Regions from separate parts of the Mus musculus genome. Here all the other regions are linked to region 1. A link is a contact called in public ChIA-PET and Hi-C data. All regions are on one chromosome and are shown on one strand. Each heading gives the region's core, a stretch centred on a gene start, on an enhancer-like site or on the middle of the called end of the contact. The rest is flanking DNA. Distances are from core to core; before and after follow the strand shown.

Region 1 (2,700 bases), core at 187-2,686:
ACTCAGAGTGAGAGTGAGCCTCCAAACCTGACCGAGCCTCTGCCTCTGTGCCATCACATCATTTAGTACTAAATACCCCCAAAGAGGCAATCTACTTTACAAAAACATGGTTAACATTTCTTGTGCAAGTCTTCCCACGCAAACTTTCCCCAGCACTTTACCCTACAGGATTTACCATCATTTCTAGTTCTCTTAAAATCTTAACTAGAAAGCTAAGCTATGAATTTAACCTATCCACTGTTTCTGAGTTTTAAGTCTTTTACTCCCCCTTGTGGCTGAAGGGGTGAGTGCTTACAAACTGTAACCTCAGTTGCTCCAAACTAACCATTTAGTAAAGTGTTCATAAAACATGTTAACAATGCTTCCTATGGCAACACTGAATGTTGTGTGTGAGGTCTCATGGACAGCTGCTACCTTTAAAGATCTGACATGAGGAAATGAAGAAGGTGACAGAGGGTGACTAACTCCAATGCATTCCCAACAATAAGCACATAGCAGACCGTCACTACATGTCAACCAACAAGGGCGCTGATAGAGTAGTTCCTTGGGCAGCACCCTAAAATACCACAAAAAGGAGTTTATGCCAAAAATTTAATAAGCAAAGCATCTTTACAAAATTGAATGCTTGATGGAATGCATTTAGGTGTTTCTGACCAGTTGGTGGTGGAGGGAGACACAGAGACGACCTCTGAATGGAAGTTACCATGATCATCTATTCAGGGTCACTGGGCCCAGGGTAAACACTGGGAAAAAACAGAACTGGGAGGAACTACTGCTAAACAACCCTGTGGTGGCTTTGCACTAAAGCAGGATTTCTATTTAAGAACAGCCTGGGCTACAGAATGAGAGCCTGCCTCAAAATAACTAACCAACTAACTATAAGGCAAACCTTTACTACTAATCAATATAGGTAAAACCAGACACCAACTCACCAAGCAGTTCTTGATAAAGTATTCTGACACCCTCCTCTGCAAGGTCCCTTTTGCAAACAGCATAACCATGGGCCTCATAAAACAAGGTCCCATTACCAAGCACTTACTTCATCATAAAGCTGTGTGCGCGGACAGAACAGGGGTCAACTTGAGGTGTCTTCCACCTCTTTCTTCCTTTCTTTCCTTCTTTCTGTAACAGGGTCTGTCAACAGACCTGGACCCCAGCTGAGTTGGGTGGCTTGGCCAGTGACCTTCAGGAATCTGTCTGACTCTTCCACCCCAGGAGAGGTCTACAGTCCAGTAGGAGCTGGGGATCTGAATTTGGGTCTTCCTGCTTACATAGCACGTGTTTTATCAACTGAGTCATCTCTCCAGCACCATTTTAAATGTTTGTCTTCAGTTTCTTTTTACAGTTTCATTTTCAGAGCCAAGGTTTTACCACATATAGCTCAAACTGACCTCAAATTTGTTATTTCCTGCTTGGGGTGCTGGGATTACAGGAACACGGCACCTAACATATGACCTTTGTTTGTTTGATTGATGCTTGACAGTCTCTTTGTCCCAGGCTCTAGCCTTGAAACTAGCTCCAAGACACAGGCTGTCCAACTTCTGGCCCTTCAGCCATCACCCACAGAGGTCCATGCCAGGATTACAGCTACTATGCCCTTTATGCTGGGGCTGAGGGTGGTACCCAAGTGCATTTCTTTCATCAAATGAGCCGCATCCTCAACCCAACACTTTAACAGTGTTTATAACCTGCACACATTAGTCTGTAAATTCCCAGCTCTTCCCCCATCAAATCTTTAAAAAAATGTTGAAGCAGCTTCCCCTGCCTTACTTCTATTTGTGTACAAGTCATTTTCCTCTCTAGTTGAGACTTAGAAGCAGAAGATTTTTATATCTTCTTTTCTATGACACAGGGTTTACAAAATAATGGGCAGTCACTCAATAAATATTAACTATAGGGCCGTTAAGTCTGCGCAACTATCCTAACTTTCACTCCTTACCATAAAAATCCACACAGAAATGTCCTCTGTGGGGCATATCATTATCTTTGTGATATGATTAAAGAGTCTGATGATAATGCTCTCAGATGAGAGCTAAGGACAACTGGAAGGAGAGCCATTACGGAAAAAGAGCATGGTTCCAAGTATGTGAATCCTTAACTGTAACTAAAGTTGTTTATTCTGCCAAAACAACTGGCCTCTGGGTTGACTGGGATCCAAGCATGTCACTTTAAACTGAGCTACGATTCTTATTAGCTTTAAATTTATTTTGCATACAGATATTCTGCCTGCCTACATGTTGTACACATGTACACTTGGTGCCAGCAGAGACCAAGAAAAGGTGTCAGATCCTCTAGGTCTGGAATTACAGAGAGTTCTGAGCTACCATGTAGATGACAGTAATGTACTTGAGTTTCATTACCTGAGTCCTCTTGAAGATTAGCCAGTGAGTGGCTCTTAACTGTTGAGAAAAGATCAAGCCCAAGTCAATGACCAGCTAGCCACAGCACTAAAAAACTCTTTTCATGGCTAGAGAGAGATGGCTCAGAGCACTTGTTTTTACAGAGAACCTGACTTGTCCCCCACGGCCCACATGGTAGCTCACAACTGGAGTCCCAGGAAATCCAATATCCTCATCTGGCTTCTTTTGGCACAGACAAATGTGGTACAGGCAGGACATTATACAAACAAAATACTAAGTCTTTTTTTTTTAAAGAGATATTATAATTTTTGGCCATCAAGACAGAGCTGGGTGTAGTGTA
Region 2 (2,700 bases), core at 33-2,532, 550 kb after region 1:
TGGAACCCCTTCAAAAGTCACGGTGCTTCTGTTGATGACAAGTCCACACTGAGTCCTAGCCTTGGTCAAAACTGGGACTGTCCTATAAGAGTCAATGTGAACAAAAGTATATCTCATTCTTTTTAATTCAAACCAAACCATTCGTATATCCTTAGTGCAAACCAGCTCATATTTATCCATGTGTTTGAATAGATTCAAATCTTTTTTATATAGTTGGAATTTGACACTTTATGTGTCAAATGCTTGAAATATGTTCAGCAATTTTGACTTTGCCTTTTGACTTCCTTTCTTCTTTTCCCTTTTTCCTTTCTTTTCCTTTCTTGCCCAGAGAGGAATGCATTTTATTTTGCCAAATGTGTTTTCTCTGACAGTGTCAGGCCATTTCTGAAGGTTGCTTTATGCATCACTGTTCCCTGAGTAGCTACTGCAGGGAAAGGGATTGCTAACATGGACCAAGACCTAGGGAAGAAGCTTGTCCCATGAATGTCACCTGTCTAGGCATTGTGGGTAATTCTCCTGAAGCCAAGAGAGAAAGCAAGAGGAATCTGCTGGGATGGGATGTCTCTGACTGGGAGACAGAGGAAAATAAGTTAACAAATGGCCCAAAAGAAAGATGAGCAGCGAATGGTGCAAGTGCCCAGACAGCTGATCAGTAATTGAAGCAGGATTATAACTTTATGGAACTATATTAAAAAGTCAGTTTATGGGCTGGATAGATAGCCCAGTGGTTAAGAGCACTACTGCTCTTCCAGAGGTCCTGAGTTCAAATCCCAGCAACCACACGGTGGCTCACAACCATCTGTAATGAGATCTGCTGCCCTCTTCTGGTGTGTCTGAAGACAGCTATAGTGTACTTACATACAATAAATAAATAATTCTTAGGAAAAAAGTCAATTTACAAAGAACAGAAGTCGATGCATGTGTCTTCTGTGTGGTAGGCACATAGGAGAATATCAATACTTTCATGTGCTGAGCAATCCCTCATCTTTGTGTGAGCACCACTTAAAGAGGAATGCCCTTTCTTCCTGTGGTGATTTTTTTCTTTAAGTTCATAACCATATGCAGAGGAAAACTTGCACAGGAAAAGGTCATTCTATTAATAGCACTGATAATAACTATTAATAGTTATTCAGCAGGAGACACTGAGTTAGAGAACTCAGCCTGTTCTTTCCTCATGGATTTAAAAATCAAGTTCATGAAATAGGCAGAGACAGGAAGAGGAGGTGATCTGGGTGAGTTAACATCGCTCCAAGGTCAAAGCGCTGCACACAGATCTGTGTGTGTTCTCACTGCGCTGCAGGGAGGGAGGAAGCCGAGGCTTCCCTCGTTCTACTTCCCACCTTCATGGCATGTGAGCGTGTACATGTGTGTTTGTGGGCATGCTCATGTAGATGCATGTATGTGTGTGTGCCTCAATGTGTGTGTGCATATGTTGTGTGTGTGCATATGTTGTGTGTGTGTGTTCACGCGAGAGCGTGTGACAATATTCTTGGATTCATGGATTTTGGCTAAGATGAGGCCGGTAGCTGAGAGTTCTCACGCGTGCGTAACCCCGTTCGTGCGTGGGCTTTGTGTTTGCATCCTCTGAGAATATACCTTGGTTGGTCTCTCTTTGTTTTCCCGATCAGGGAGCAGAAAGAAAAATCCGGGATGAAGAGAGAAAGCAGAACAGGAAGAAAGGGAAGGGCCAGGCCTCTCAAGCCCAGTGCAACAACTGTGAGTCACCCCCTCCCCCATACTGTGCTAAGTGGGGGGACTGCAGCCAGCAGGGTCCTTCGAGAAGACAGATAGAAAGAAGCAGGCTGTAGGGGAAGGTGCAGATGCCTAAGGTGCATGCTCTCGTTCAGGGGCAGGGGAACCTCCACATGGAGCACAAACAGAAGTCTCCAGGGTCCACACAGGTCAGCAGGAAGTGGAGGAAGCTTCAGTCCACGTTGAATGGATTCTCCTAGGATCCCATGTATTTTTTGTTTGCTTGGGCCTGAGGAAGGACTTTTAAAGCATAATCACGTCTAGGGTGCTGAGAAAGCTTTGAGGGAGAATCATGGATTTTGGCTAAGATGAGGCCGGTAGCTGAGAGTTCTCACGCGTGCGTAACCCCGTTCGTGCGTGGGCTTTGTGTTTGCATCCAGCCTCTGATGGGAAGATGGCCGCCATACCGTTACAGAAGAAGAGTGACATCACGTACTTCAAAACCATGCCCGACCTGCACTCACAGCCTGTGCTCTTCATACCAGATGTTCACTTTGCAAACCTACAGAGGACCGGACAGGTAAGACTCCTGCTCTCACACCCTCCCGGCCAACAGAGCAGACTACAACTCTCCTTCGAGTTTAGTGGCAGAGCAAAGTCAGTATTGTTCCATACAAAAGTAGATTTTTACAGAAACGACTGTCTTGGGAGAGAATACTGGGACTCTAAGGCAAAGAAAGGTGTAAGCTGTTATTAGAAAATTGTTGACAACACCAAGGGAGAAAGCGCATCATAGTTTTCTGTCAAGCCGACTCTATCGGTTCACATACTGCCACCTTGTGGTGAGAGAGAACTGTATCAATAACTTCATACATTGGCCCAATGGAGAGAAACGAAGATCTTGCAAACAAATGTTTCTTTAGTAAATGTAAAACTTTCGTTGAATGGATAAATCATTTCTCATCCAGAGGAAAATGAGAATATTGGATATTCCTTCAAATACACAAA
Region 3 (2,700 bases), core at 80-2,579, 570 kb before region 1:
CACTTGTAATCCCAGCAATTTGGAGATGGAGGCAGTGGGATTAGGAGCTGAAGGTTATCCTAAGCTTCAGAGTTTGAGGCCAGCATGGGCTCCATTAAATTCTGACTCAGAAAAACCAAACCAGACATTTTAAACTAGGGAAACCTTTTTACCTGTGAAGATATTGTTTATAGTATTTAATTTTTTAAGGAACTTAAACCATGTGTGTGTATGTGTGTGCCACATGTTTGTGCATGAGTATGCATGTGTGTGTCACATGTGTGTGCATGTGTAGCACATGTGAATGCCTGAAGATCTGGGGTTATGGGTGGTTGTGAGTTGCCTTCCGTGGGTGCTGGAATCAGGCCCAGGTCCTAACAGCTAAGCCATCTCTCCAGTCCAAGATCTGAAAACAATGTGTTTGTGTATGTGTGTGTCTGTGTATGGATGTCTAGTACCTAAGGAGGCCAGAAGAAGGTATCAGACCCCCTGGAGCTGGGGTAACAGGCGGTTGTGAAGCCTTCCTATGTGGGTGCTAAGAACTCTGGTCCTCTACAAGAACAGCAGTGGGTTTAGCCGCTGACTGACTCTCCAGTCTGAAGATAAACTTTTTTGTATCTCTGGAGAGGCAGTGTTTTCCAGAGGTTGTTTGCGCAATCACTCTTGGGAAGTTTGGGGGTATGCATGAGGCTCTGGGCCCCTCGTTCCTCAGCTTCTCCACATTTTAGTTTGCAGGCTCCATGTGAGATAAAGAAGCTATCATGCCTAAGCAAAACTGGGAGAAACAATGTTTTAAAAAGTGGAGATTTTTGCATAATTGTTTATCAGCCAAAAGAAAACAAACAAATAACAACAAGAAACACCCCAAACCACATCATACTTCTGTTGTCAGAAGAACTCTTGAAGTTGTTGGAAACATGGGCGCTCACAAGTGCACGCACACACACGTACGGACACACACACACACACACGTACGGACACACACGTACGGACACACACACGTACGGACACACACACACACACACACACACGTACGGACACACACACACACACACACGTACGGACACACACACACACACACACACGTACGGACACACACGTACGGACACACACACACACACGTACGGACACACACGTACGGACACACACACACACACACACACACACACACACACACACACACGTACGGACACACACACGCGTACGGACACACACACGTACGGACACACACACACACACACACACACACACACACACACGTACGGACAGCTTCCTATTTAGAGTATCTAGAGAGGCTAAAGTTGCCTAGTCATTCTCCGCCTCTGTGTGTTTTTGCCAACTTCTGACAGACTTGCCCACAGGAAACGCCTGAGGGTCACAGCCGGCTTCCTGGTGAGCTCTTTGATGCCCAACACCTGTCTGTGGTTGTGGTTGGAGACTGTTTTCTTCAATGGCATTTCCATTCGCAGGCTCACACTCATTTTCAAGATGTAGTCAAAGAATGAAAACCCTAACCCTTCATTTCCTATGTTAGGAAGTACTAAGAGTTTTGTGTCCCATTTTGTCAATTTAGATTCCAAGCTTGGGCCATCTTGATTGGCCCTGTGGTATCTTGAGCAATGAAAGCAGCCTGGGATGGAGGTGATGCAGGTGTGGCGGGGAACACCTCCACACTCTCTGGCCTCGCAGATAAAATTTATATGTAGTGATACTGAAAGTGCAAGATGAAAACTCATGACTCATAAACAGTTGTATGCTTAGTCCCAGGTTCTCTTCTGGTTTGTTGCTGATACCCTTTTTATAATCAATAGAAATGAACCATAGATAGTGTTAGAAAGTTGATAAAAAAAACCATGCAAGTTCTTGTGGTTTAGTAGTAAGGCACCTTGTTAAATATATGGATACGATTAAGAATGTGTGTGTATGTGTGTGGGCTGGAGAGATGGCTCAGTGGATAAGAGCACTGACTGCTCTTCCAAAGGTCCTGAGTTCAAATCCCAGCAACCACGTGATGGCTCACAACCACCCACAATGAGATCTGATGCCCTCTTTTGGTGTGTCTAAAGACAGCTACAGTGTACTTACATATAACAATAAATAAATCTTTAAAAAAAAAAAGAATGTGTGTGTGTTATGTGTGTGTCTGTGTCTCTGTGCGTGTGTTGTGTATGTGTGTGTTGCGTGTGTGTCTGTGTCTCTGTGTGTGTTATGTGTGTGTGTCTGTGTGTGTAGGCCAGCGCTCAGCATCTTCCACAGCCACTCCCCATTTTATTGTTTAAGACTAAGACATTCACTGACCTCGGAACTGCCAGCTTAAGGACCCCCTCAGACTGGCCAGTGAGCCCCAGCAAATCTGTCTCCACCTCTTAAGCTCGGCATAGCAGGCAGATATGTGTGCTTGCTTTTATGTGGTGCAGGGAGCCTCAGGTCCATTTCCTTAGCTGTGAGACTTTTATTTCTAAACTCACACCTCATTGTGGCCCGAAGACAGTAGAATGCTTTCTAGTCGGTGGGTTCAAGGACAATATGATAGCTGTTTAACTTTGGGTTTGTCTTTCTGATAGATTGCCAGGACCCCAGGGTGAAATATCAGGTGTGATGCATAGGGGTCCAGCACTGCAGTCTGCATTGCTAAATACAAATTAACGGATCCTTCTCAGGTAAATGACGCGTACTGTCTTGTCCTCTTAGGGCTCTGGAACTTCATCCGTTCTCAGTGAA

What was found. A called contact is a pair of places that touch in the nucleus more often than the background predicts. ChIA-PET counts read pairs in DNA pulled down with a chosen protein or histone mark.
Region 2: a contact with region 1 is called in a Hi-C map of the G1E-ER4 cell line, with 6 times the contacts expected there. The contact joins two enhancer-like sites. A contact is called at or near these places in 5 of 39 promoter capture datasets (the 3T3-L1 cell line, 3T3-L1-derived adipocytes, hippocampal neurons and 1 more), 2 of 484 Hi-C or Micro-C datasets (the G1E-ER4 cell line and the N1E-115 cell line) and 7 of 115 datasets of contacts at active chromatin or transcription factors (the SCID.adh cell line, SST interneurons, astrocytes and 4 more).
Region 3: a contact with region 1 is called in an RNA polymerase II ChIA-PET map of memory CD8 T cells, with 137 read pairs. The contact joins two enhancer-like sites. A contact is called at or near these places in 1 of 39 promoter capture datasets (the HPC-7 cell line) and 3 of 115 datasets of contacts at active chromatin or transcription factors (double positive thymocytes, effector CD8 T cells and memory CD8 T cells).

The regions. Positions count from the first base shown.
Region 1 is chr15:36,780,850-36,783,549 of GRCm38.p6, forward strand. The region is part of intron 3 of Ywhaz (tyrosine 3-monooxygenase/tryptophan 5-monooxygenase activation protein, zeta polypeptide); the gene reads right to left. Among named protein-coding and RNA genes, the nearest start is that of Ywhaz, 12 kb to the right of the region's middle. Within about 2 kb of position 1,437, at least 76 of the 459 cell types and tissues checked have an H3K27ac peak or open chromatin away from gene starts, as enhancers often do. A contact at or near this core is called in the G1E-ER4 cell line, effector CD8 T cells and memory CD8 T cells, where this site is marked.
Region 2 is chr15:37,334,074-37,336,773 of GRCm38.p6, forward strand. Grhl2 (grainyhead like transcription factor 2) reads left to right here. Exons shown (of 16, transcript NM_026496.4): 10 at 1,629-1,716; 11 at 2,133-2,272. Among named protein-coding and RNA genes, the nearest start is that of 4930447A16Rik, 90 kb to the right of the region's middle. Within about 2 kb of position 1,283, at least 3 of the 459 cell types and tissues checked have an H3K27ac peak or open chromatin away from gene starts, as enhancers often do. A contact at or near this core is called in the G1E-ER4 cell line, where this site is marked.
Region 3 is chr15:36,213,497-36,216,196 of GRCm38.p6, forward strand. Spag1 (sperm associated antigen 1) reads left to right here. Exons shown (of 20, transcript NM_001359982.1): 14 at 2,671-2,700. Among named protein-coding and RNA genes, the nearest start is that of Gm41293, 3.7 kb to the left of the region's middle. Within about 2 kb of position 1,330, at least 84 of the 459 cell types and tissues checked have an H3K27ac peak or open chromatin away from gene starts, as enhancers often do. A contact at or near this core is called in effector CD8 T cells and memory CD8 T cells, where this site is marked.